Regions from separate parts of the Hordeum vulgare genome. Here region 2 is linked to region 1. Evidence: chromatin contacts called from public Hi-C data. All regions are on one chromosome and are shown on one strand. The core of a region is the stretch at or near the end of the contact, and the rest is flanking DNA. Distances in the headings are between cores, read along the strand shown. Region 1 has its middle 8.4 kb from the start of TRNAQ-UUG. Region 2 has its middle 110 kb from the start of LOC123440472.

What was found. A called contact is a pair of places that touch in the nucleus more often than the background predicts.
Region 2: a contact with region 1 is called in a Hi-C map of leaf, with 2.9 times the contacts expected there. The contact joins two enhancer-like sites. A contact is called at or near these places in 3 of 6 Hi-C or Micro-C datasets (leaf and seedling).

Annotation. Positions count from the first base shown.
Region 1 is chr3H:536,803,835-536,809,857 of MorexV3_pseudomolecules_assembly, forward strand. No RefSeq gene overlaps it. Among protein-coding and RNA genes, the nearest start is that of TRNAQ-UUG, 8.4 kb to the left of the region's middle. Within about 2 kb of position 3,732, at least 2 of the 3 cell types and tissues checked have open chromatin away from gene starts, as enhancers often do. A contact at or near this core is called in leaf, where this site is marked.
Region 2 is chr3H:536,990,053-536,995,769 of MorexV3_pseudomolecules_assembly, forward strand. No RefSeq gene overlaps it. Among protein-coding and RNA genes, the nearest start is that of LOC123440472, 110 kb to the right of the region's middle. Within about 2 kb of position 3,204, at least 3 of the 3 cell types and tissues checked have open chromatin away from gene starts, as enhancers often do. A contact at or near this core is called in leaf, where this site is marked.

The sequences.
Region 1 (6,023 bases), core at 2,482-4,981:
TATACCCACCTCTGTCAGCCCACGCATGGACACCATATCCCAATGAGCACATTCGAGAGATCGAGTCTATTAAAATTGTGTCAAATGTGCCTACTGGGCTACAGTTAGACTTGGATTATACGGAGGGTCGGGTGTTTTGAGTCAGACACGTGTAGCCGGGGAATACTATATAACATCACCTCAGATAACCAAAATAGACTTGGCATGATTTAGGCCTAGACAGAAATCACGATAGAGACGGTTTATACGCCCAGCTCAGGTAATCAAAATAGACTTGGCATGATTTAGGCCTAGACAGAAATCATAATAGAGACGGTTTAGACGCCCGTGATGGGGGTGGCCGGACCGGCCATGGCAAAGGTGTGACCAGAGCGCTCTCTAGTGGCTGAAGGGCTTATCGTCAACTTGTATCATGTGATTGGTACATGGAGAGGTGTGGCAGTAATCATGTCCCGGGGATTAACCACGACGGCGAATCTTGTTAACAAAATAACTTGTGGGCCGTCTATATTTCTACAATGGTCTATCGCGTATTAGTCTAACAGAATCGATGGTCATGAGATTGATGAAGTCATCAGATATGTCTTCCTATCGATAGAGACATCATGCCTCCTGAAAGAATGTTCAATCTGTAAAGTTTAGGTTAATTCATACAAAACTTCCGTGTCAAAATGCTCTTAGTAAGCAGTACAAGCAAGTTCGTTTTCGTTTGCGGATACTTGCTCTAGACGTAGTGAATGCATAATGGACTGTGTCAATGCGTGTTAACGAGGACAGCTCGAAACAATCCATTTCTTGCGGTGAAAGGAAAGGAGAAACTTGCAAGTGCACAGACAAGTTGTGGAGTAGCAGACCACCTTCTCCTTCCATCACATTACAAGGCATACAGTTGGCCAGTTCTAATATGAACAGGGGTATCTTTCCGGCCATTCTTGCAGGCGCGCATGCACCAACATGGCGCCCTGACATCTGCCATGCACTCGAGTAGTCCGCCTATTGACTGACCTGAGGCGTGGTGTTTTTGGTGCACACAAGTCTTCGTTCCTGACAGGCGCACCCCGGGTCCCAGCAAGCATGTACTCCTACATGTGTCAGTGACAAGGCACGCTTAGAATAGAGGTTTCCACAGTACTAGAAGTAAACTTGAGAGGAGAGAATAGTAAAAGATTCGAGGACAAGCATGCGACGCAACAGGGGTCTTTGGCAAAACGTCAAAAAGGAGACGTGAGCCATGCATGCAAAGAGGAGACGACGAAGAAAAACGAGAGCATGGCTGTGTAGCAGCATCTCCAGCATGCATGCAAGCGCTTGTCATTCGCATGCATTTCTTGGGGCTTCAAATCCACCAACATGGAACGTTGAAGTTTGAGGCATGGCCATCCCAGGCTTTCAACTCTCGGATCCCAACAGTTCTGCTGCTCACACAAACTAATAAATAAGTAGTACTCCGTATCCAACAGCACCCTATTTGTCTCCCTTTCATGGTGTGTCTTACGATCAACGTATGGTTTTGTAATGTGAGTGTGCGTGTTTGGCAGAAGGTTTGACGACCAAAAGGTTGGGAGTTTGACGACCGATTGCTTCAAAGTGTGAGCTCCCAAACAGTATTATAGGCACAAGTTGGACACTAATCAAACAGCCTCGTGTCTTTTCTTTTGGGGGCATGCGTGGTACAGCAGTACGTAGGTCGCAATGTGTTTGGCCAAACCAAACCAAACCGTTGCCTTGTCTTTTGGAAACAACTCTTGAATTGTTCTCTCTCTTCATGTTTTACTAATTGACGTGGCTTGCTAACTACACTTTGAGTAGCATATTTATGTACCAGCAATTCAGCATGGCCAGAAAATGTCAAACAGTTTGACGAGTGTGGCTGCTTTGCAGGCCTCCCCTGCTGGTTCCTCGGCAAAGGGGATTTGACCTTAGGAACTGGTTTTCGCATCTGCCGAGGCGTTTGCTTGCCATGTCTTTCCTCTTGACCAGAGAGGCTTATCTACACTGTAGCAAAGTTGAATTTTCACTCCTATCTTTTCCAAGAGCGGCGCATTTTCTTCACAATTTAGAACCATCGAGACCCTCGCTTGATTCTTCCGGAGCCCTTAGTCGAAGAAGAATAAGTTGGGATCCCTGCGAGTGAAATAAGTGATATAACTTAGGGAAAATATCATATTTAAGAAGTTTGTCAGTGGGGTATGGTACACTTTTATTTTTAAAGTTTAATTATTTATATATAATATTTGGATACATCTATTTTCAAATAAAATATTACTCCTTCCGTTCACAAATATAAGTTGTTTTGAATATTAAGTATGAACTACATACAGATTAAAATGAATGAACAAATACACTAAAACGTGGCTATGTACATCAAATTTTAAAAAAAGTTAGAACATTTTATACCTGTAAACGGAGGGAGTAGTTATTAGCCATTTCAGACTTCTTCCGAGCATTTGAAAAGAAGTGGAGGTCGAATGTGACTCGGATACTAGGCTTTCATGCTCGAGCCGTCTGGCCGGGTTGTCAGTGTCTAGTCTACTATGGGATATGTATGGATAAATCCGTTCTTCTGAAACTTAGATACAAAAATCATATTAAAAATAAAAATGTTATGATTTTTTATGTATGTTAATTAATATGGATCAGAAACTTAGAGCAACTCTAACAACCCCTTTAAAAATGATCAAATCCGTATGAATTGAAGTTTTCAGTTCCGCAGTGTCAAAAACACCTTAAATAGAGTCAGTGGTCAAATCCGTAAAAAAATATAGGCCCCGAAGAATTCATTCCTGCTATCCTTTTACTTATAGATTTGGAGGCAAAACTGAAGAGGTTCAGTAAACCGGTCAACGCTACGTGACAAGAAATTTTTGCCGTGCGCACACGGGCTCCGATGACCTTCGACCATGGTACTCATCGAAATCTTGTCGAAAACTCGCCGGAAACTCGAGCTACTACGGGGGAGCTCGCCACGACAATGAAGGAGGAGTTGCTGGATAGCTGTTGGATCTATCCGGACACGAAAGAGCTAGCTAGCTAGCAAGCTGTTGGATCGTTCCAGCCACGTAATAGCTAGCTCCTGGATCGATCCGACCACAGATAAACTAGCTTCGTGCGCTGTCCTCGACACAAACAGTTTCACATTTGACTGTTTTGTGTGTGTCTATAGACACGAACGAGAGGAAGAAAAAGACATGGAAAAAAATATAAATGAATATTCGATTTTACAGTATAAGTCTAAGGGGTATGTTCGTCCGCGTCTCAAATCGATCCTTAAAACGTGTTTTTCAAAAACTTTGATCCAATATCATAATTTGTACAAAATCAGTTCATATGTGCGAATGTTCTAGAATTTCACTTGCCCCCCCCCCCCCCCCCCCCCCCCCCCCCCTAAGAAAAGTTCACCTGTGGTAACAAAAGCATAAAAACCATATAGTCCAGAAAAGAAAAACTAAAACTGAGACCTTCCTATACAAAGGAGCTGTCCGTGTGAAAGTGACATATTTGTGTGTGATGACTGAGATGGTGACTGGTCAGTTTAGCTTGGCCACCAAACGAAACAAGGATTGTAAAGCGAAACAAGAAACTTATTTTATTTCCTATAAGAAATCCACATGTTTCTTCTTTTTGCAGGGCTGAGAAATCCACATGTGATGATTAGGAGCGCTCCTACTTATTAAAGCGGGAGTGCTCTATGATTGTCCTACTCCCACCTGTCAAGCCGTCTCTCACATGCAATGCCACCAAGTTTTCTTTTTTTGCAACCTCCTTCGCCCATGTGCCTGTCTCGTGCACGCATCACTGCTGAGATAGGGCGGCGTCGGGCCAGTGGCACGAACGTCGCCGCACGCGCGCGTGCCTTGTCAGGCAGGCAGGCAGTAAGATATGCGCCTCGCCGGTCGCCGTTGCGCTGATCGGAGGGTGGTGTCTTTTGACCGTACGTCGCCACCGCCAACGCCACCGTCCCATGACTCCGCATCACCGGCAGCGACCCCTCGGCCTGGCCGCTGTGCTCCAAACAGATTAATTGAGCTCGAAAAGAATGAAGGAGAATCTCTCAAAAATACAGTAGCACAACAGCTAAGGATTCGAACACCTCTTACTAGATTTTTATATGGGAAATTCTAATGAGGAGCGTGTGCACGGCTGCGTTGGCGTGCAGCCGGTGGACTAGCAAAGATTTTTTTAGTGTTGAATTTTTAAAAAGTTTTATCTCTTAAACTATAAATTCAATTGACAATCCGTTTTCGTCGTTAGCTTTCTTGCAACGAGATCTTCAAAACTAGATCCCATGTCGACATGTTTCGACAACTTTTTTTTTCATCGATAGTTGCCAGATTATTATTATTTAGTTGTTAGATTATGAGACACTTAATAGTCATATTTAATTAACTTAATTGTTAACTTGATAACTGTGTGTATAGATTTTGTGTGCTTGCTAGTTTAACTACGCCGAGTTGTCATATTTACTAACAATTACCAAAAAAAAAAAGATTTTTTGTGGCCTTCGGTTTTAAATATGTTGAGTTGTCATATTTTTGCACGTTATCGTTCTAAAAAAGTTGTTTGTGCTTGCCCGTTCGATTATGTCGAGATGTCATATTTATACGTAATTTCCAAAAAACATGGTGATTAAGTACGAGCAAAAAAAATATATGATCACGTGAGATCGACAATCTTTGCACGAAACGACATAAAAAAAATATGGCAATTAAGTTATTTTTATTGGGCAAATAAGTGGTTAATAATAAAGCAAGTGAGTGGAACAATGTGACAATTACGGAAGGAAAAAAAGTTTGTCGAAACATGTCGACATGGGATCTAGTTTCGAAGATCTTGTCGCGACAAAGCCAACGGTGAAAACAGATCATCGATTGAATTAACGGTTTTAAAGATAAAACTTTTTGAATTTCAAGAGTTAAAAGATTCTTTTATGTGGTGCATGTGCATGCGGCGCCGCTGCATAGTTGTATCCTTTTTATATTCATGTAAAAGCATGCAAACTAAAAACCATACATACTACGTAGATAGATCACTTAGCTACTCCTCGTCGAAGATTTCGACTACCTATGTGTCCTTCAAAGGATACATGCATGGCAGCTGGAGCTCCGCCCCTCCGACTGCTCTGCTCTGGCCTCCTCCTCTTCCTCCTCCTTTTCCGCCTCGAGTTCGGCGAATAGCGCATCGACCTCCGCGTGCTTATGTTAGAGGAACTGCCGGTTGGCCTCCACATCGGCCTCATCCTGGATGGACTCGAGGATGACCTGCTGCCCCGCCGTCTTTTCGGCTTGGGCTTCGATGAACTCCGCCTCCGCCTCCGTCATGTTCGACCCTGGAGTAGGCTACTCCGCCTCGCCCTCCTACGGATCTACCACATCCATCGGCTCCGGCAGCTGCTCTCCCACCTCCTCCTCCGACTGCCGATCCTCCTCCTCCTCCTCCGGCTCCGGCGAGTCCGAAGGTAGAACCGCAACGATGCGGGCGGAGATCCTAGCGTGGATCTCCGCCTCGATCTGCATCTAGCGCTTCGACATGAGCATCGCGTAGGTGGTGATCTTGTGTCAGACCATGGCGACTTCGGAGAACAAGTGAGAGCGGGGGAGAGGAGGCAGACGGGATCAGGTGGCGACATAGAGAGGGAGGAGGTGGATGTGCTAGGGTTGGGGTACATCGACCGTCTTAAATAGCCGGATTTGGCTTCCGGCGATGTCGGTGTCAAAAGTGACAAACCTTTGGTAGGGGCCCGAATTGTGAGATCGGATCGAAGGTAACAGGAGACAAAGAACACAATGATTTTACCCAGGTGAGGGAGTCCTGGACTAGGGGGTCCCAGCCGAGGTGAGTTAGTTTGTGGGTCACGTTAGGGGCTCAACTTGGAGGAAGGACTTTGGAGTCTTTGCACGAGGCGTGTGCATCCATGATTTCGTCGAAGACTTGGTGTGCGCTCCAAGGGAGAAGGATTCCGTTCGACGTATAACGCATAGGTGATAACCGACATTTATGTAACCCTAGATATCCCCAGTGCCTAT
Region 2 (5,717 bases), core at 1,954-4,453, 190 kb after region 1:
TCTCTCGCAGCGCATCTCTCTCGCCCTCCAACCGGCCTTATCTTCTGCCCTCCCCTCGTCTCTCTCGAAGCGCATCTCTCTCGCAGCGCACTTGCACCAGATCTCGCTGGTCCAAACGTTGTCGGGCGCACCCACCTCTGCTCGCGCCCACCGGAGCCTGCCTCCGCTCGCTCCACCAAGCGTCCCTCGCCTCCGCCCCGCGGCGTCCGATGGCTGGAGCTTGCATCTGCCCGCATCACCACCCGCCGCTGGCCACCTTTGTTGTAACCGACCGGGTCCCCCACTGTCGCATCTGCGCATCGAAAGGGCTTCCGCGTCGATGCCTCCGTCGACCCAGGCATGGCTGGCCCCTTCCACAGCCGACCCCCGCGTGGCCGTCTCCTTCCTCCATCCAACTCGGCGCCGCCAGCCCCTTCCTCCGTCGACCCCCGTGTGGCTGGCCCGTTCCTTCTTCGACCTCGGCGCGGTTGGCCCGTCCTCTGTCAAGCCCCGCGTGTAAACGCATGTGATGAATGGTTGTAATATGTATATTTGCAGCCCTCTAATCTCTATTTTTCTCTATAGATGAATGGTTGTAATTTGTATATTTTTATCTCTATATTGTTCTATATAGATGAATGTTAGTGTGTTGAATGGTTTTCAGTGTGTTAGAAATCTATATATTTTTATCTCTATATTGTCTGCATACAGCTTTGCATCTCTGCCCTCTGCACTTCCACTGTTGCTCATTTTTTATTAAAAAATTAGAATCTTTGTCGTTTGGATTTTATTTCGGTAGACGACAAAGGCACTAACGACGTGTCGTTATGTTACGTGTTTTTTGCCGTTTGGAAGTTTTTATTGACGACCAAATCTTTGTCGTCTACTTGAACGACGGCTGATGGCAAAATTACCCTTTGCGGGCATGGTGTATGCGGACATTATTTGCCTTTAGGGGCTGATGGCAAAATCTTTGCCGTCAGGGGCTGACAACAAAATCTTTGCCGTCTGTAACGCCCTGACGGCAAAATGCCTGATTCGTGTAGTGGTGAGAGTAGTCAGCAGCTTGAAGATGGCCATGTAACCAATTTTGATCTAGTGAAAGAAGACAAAGGGGCCCAACCTTGATCAAAGGTGACCATGTCGTTGATCACCCGGACCATGACCCTCCATACGCAATTGGTGTTTATCTTCAACTTGAAGTCCTAAGGGGCAGCAGGGAAATGCTTCATGAACTCTAGAGGCATAGGAAGGCACTCCAGCTTCGGGGCAAGGGATCAACTTGCATAAATGGGTTGATTGTGCCTTCTCGTGGTAGTGATCGAAGTTCCTCCGCTTGCCACTGGGGGCTCCTCCACCACCATGTTGTCATCCAACGGCGGCACCACCTCCTTGCGCTTGTCCAATGGGGCACCACCTCCTTGCCCTTCTATTCGGCCGCCACCACCTACTTCCGTGCATTATGAACAACATGAAGTTCAAAGATCAACATGCATCCATTCCTACCATCCAAAGCTTCTATATTTACCCACCCTACTTACCCATCACCACACTCATACCAATCTGACCGCACCATGTTCGAGACCACCATGAAAGTGTGCTCGAACTTCACTAGCATCAAAGGCATTCATAAGGAGGCAGGCACTATGGTCAAGAAGGCGATGATGAAGGAGTCAAATGTGTTGATCCCTAACGCAGCAAAGGGCACTGTGTTGGCGGACATCCTTCGCTGGGCCAACTGTAGCGTTCCTGGTCAGAGGGCAAGATGAGCCAAGTACAAGGGGTACAAGGCTCTTCAAAACCAGCGTGCCACAACATTCTCAACTAGGACGTTGGTGGCGCCGGAGGACGACCACTATGCACTACAAATGGTGGTCATATTAGGGATGATAGACTACTCATACCAATAATGAATTCCTTCTTTTCCGGGAGCCAATTCGAAGAGAACTCCCAGGTTAAGCGTGTTTGGCTTGGAGTAGATTTAGGATGGGTGACCGATTGGGAAGTTGGTCCCGGGTGCGCATGAGTGTGGACAAACTGTGCAGAAAAGACTAGTATTGATCTTTGGAGCCAGTCTAGATCCCGCCACGAGTAACGACCATCGACGGGTGTGTCCGGATGTTACACGGCGCCAGAGGACGACCACTATGCGCTACAAATGGTGTTCAGGTGCCGGCGGCACACGACTGTGCAAGACCCATCATTCATAGCGAAAACGACGAGGACGAGATTCCAAATGGTGTTGTGGAGGAGGTGGAAAGACAAGAAAAAAGCTACCCCCCCTTCTAAGCGACTTCAAGGTTGCCGCTGCTAGGATCGATGCTTGTAAGTTTGTTTTACCAAAATCCTCACCCACTGGTAATCCAAAAAGGACCATGTGAAACCGGTGGATTCTAGGATTCATCGGCCGTGTTTCCCTTATGCCAATCAGTAAATCGAAAAGAGGATAAGGTCTTATCGCCATTGCCGATGCGCTGGTCAATCCCATGCTCGCAGGCGTCTAGGCTCTGGTGCTCACCGCCGTTGATGTGAGTGGGGAAGAGGGGAAGAGAGCTGTGAGGGGAGGAAATTGACGGTAGTTTATGTCGGAGCTTCGGGAAACAACATGATGTCTCGATTCCGCATCAACGCGTACAAACCGTCCACACCCACGTGCCTCGGGTTGCAACGCTTGGGACTGGCTCTAAAAAAACATCTGATTCGACCGTTTTTGGTATGCATGCGCATAGATGCTTTATATTTCGTGCGAGCTAATTTTTTTAATGTGCCCTGAACAATCAAATAAGTCAAAATCATTATGCGCGGGTCTGGCTAAACCTTAATGCCGGCTATCAAAGGGCTCCTAAATACAGTTGGGAGTTGGGACATTCATTTCTCCCTTCCTTGCTTCACAACCCTCGGGCGAGAAAAGCGGCCAGGACCTGGCAAAAGAGGATCGCGCTACAGCTACTAGGTGGGATGTTTAGCTCAGTCGAGCCTTAGCAGATCTGTGTGGTACAATGCCGGTGGGCCAACGATCGATCAGTCGATCTCGCACGAGGAGAATGTGTGCGCCGCAATTGCAAGCGTCCCCGAGAAGCATCATGTTCATGCGCATCCATCGACCCACAGCGAGTAGGTAGGTCCGTAGGTACCAACCGGAAGTGGCCAAAACTAAGATTGGCACGCAAATCCGCCCGTAGGCCCAGAGCCCGATCGCACTCTTTACGTTTGATCGCCATCTTTATCAGGGCATTCCTCGCGATCCACTCATCCTGGCGGAGTGGTGGTGGTGGTGGTGGAGAGCGTAGCTACTCCTAGATGCCTACTGATCTCATCCACGGCATGCCTGATGTGATCGGCACGGCACCGCATCATTGGCTCCCTCCTCGGATAAGGAAATTAAAGCGTACGCTTCCATATGATACCGTGGACGCAATCATTTGAGATATAGTAGATGCTATCCAATTTTCGAAGATGATGTGAAGTCACTTTGCTTGTCAGCCTTTGATTCCCGTCCTTTGCCTGGTCATCAGTTGTCAGTTGTCACTGACTGCAGGAGTGCCGCAGGGGATCGGAGATCTAATCTTCCGTGGAATCATTGTCCTTCTTGTTCGGTTTTGTCCTCTTCCGCCACATTCGTTGCACCATATCGTATCCTGCAGTTGCATATCCGGCCTTAGTTCGCGTATGGGAAATGAAAAAATGGTTTTGCGTCTTGGAAGTGACCATGCCTGTGGCTACAGTGCTGTACTAGTGGTGGCTCGGAGGCGAAGAACTGATTTGCATCCACGGAACACATGGCCATCATGGAACACATTCCGGGGCAAAGAAATTGTATTATAGATATACTACTACATGTGGCATGGAACACACGTACGCCCAGAAAATTAGACGGCTACATACGTACTGTAAGTCTCTGCTCACTAGTCTATACCCAGGGAAAGTATCCAGAGATACCAATTCCGACATGCTCCCATCTTTCATTTCAAAAAAAGACCAATTTGAATAATTTAAATATTCTACCAAAAAATTGTGAATGTTCACAAAACCTAGTCTAGGACCCCTAAAAAATTCAGACGCAAATTCGAAATAAACATTGAGAAACAAAAGAAAAATATATATGTGGATAGTGACATTTTTTGCTATTGCCTTTTTATAGCACTATTTTTTTTCGAGAAAATTTCCGATCTATCCATCACTTGTCAAGATAGTAGAATGACCACCACAGGTAATACATCTAAATCCGTAGACCACCTAGCGATGACTACAATCACTCGAGCGAGTCAAAGCCTGGTCGCCATCATCACTCCTACCTCCTCGTCACACCCGACCAAACCTTGTTGTGATAGAGAGTCGAAAAGTCATCGTGCTAAGATACCATAGGACCAATACACAAGAACAAGAATCGTCGTCGATGAAGAGAATCGTAAATTGAAAGGATCTAACATGTAGACACACGGGCGCACACAAATGAAAATCAAATCCAAGCGGATTCACTGAAAGAGAAATGTCGACCGAATCCCATGAGATTCACCGGAGACACACCTCCACACGCCCTCCGACAAGGCTAGACGCACCACCTGGACATGGCTAGGCGGGGAGAAAATTATTTCATCTTTAGGAAGCTTTTATCGCCTCGACTTCCTCAGCAGGACACAAACACCAAACGGATACAAAAAGACACCTAAAATGGAGTTGGAGCCTTCTGGCCGGCAAGGGCCGAGATTCACCGCTCCTCCATGGCCTAAGGCCACAGAAGATGGGGTAGACTTGCAGCGGTACCGACAATAGGCGAGCTACCATAATTTCCTTGAGTCTCTTGAGCACAACCGAAGGGCTACATGTTATGGCACTATTCATGTTAGATTTTCAATTTTGTCTCTCCATGGTAACTTCAAATTTAGATATGATTTTTTAGCGCTTGTAAAATCATGTCTTGTGAACCCTAGAAAAATCATAATTTTTTTAAATGTCTAAATTTACTTTATGAAGGTTAGAATTGTAGGATCATTTATAGGTAACCAATCATCAGATACTTTCCCTCTCGACCCATTAGCTCGTTAGAAATGAAGTGATATCTTAAAATAGGACATCGAAATCTTGTGACTGATCGTTCATTAGAAACAGATCTGAACGATCCCACGCCTCCCTCGTGTGTGTCCAAGCACGCGAAACACGTGAGGTAGATGCGATAGCAACGAGCCCTGTCGATCCCACCCGGCCTCCATAACGCGCGCAACTCGTCAGGCCAGTATGAGGCCCATGAGTGAGGCCGAGCCATTGCTCCTGGCGCACCACCTCACACGCCACCCTCAACAACACACATGAACAACACCCCATTGTGTTCTTATCTCCACTACAAGAAAAGAGCCGCCCTCGATCCATCACCCCCTCTCTTTCTCCCTCGCGACACCCTCAAATCGGCAACATACACATCGAGTTCATCCCCGTTTGGTTGGTTTTTCACGTTTGTTAATTGGAGGACCAAGCCCCAGTACGCAAGTTATGCCAAAATGCAAACCTATGTCGAATCACACCCCGCGTGTTTTGTCATTGAATCCTCAATACACAAATACAAAGTCTTTAGGTTTGAGAATTTCTGGGTAAATCACCACTAATTCTTCGATGTGGTCCAGAACTCATGGAATAAACATTGTTTTGCACACAAATCGGTGGCCTTGTCGTTTCAAAAGCTAAAGAAATTGCAATGTGACCTTAAGAATTTGAGTAGAAGTATCTCTAGGCTCGGTGTACTG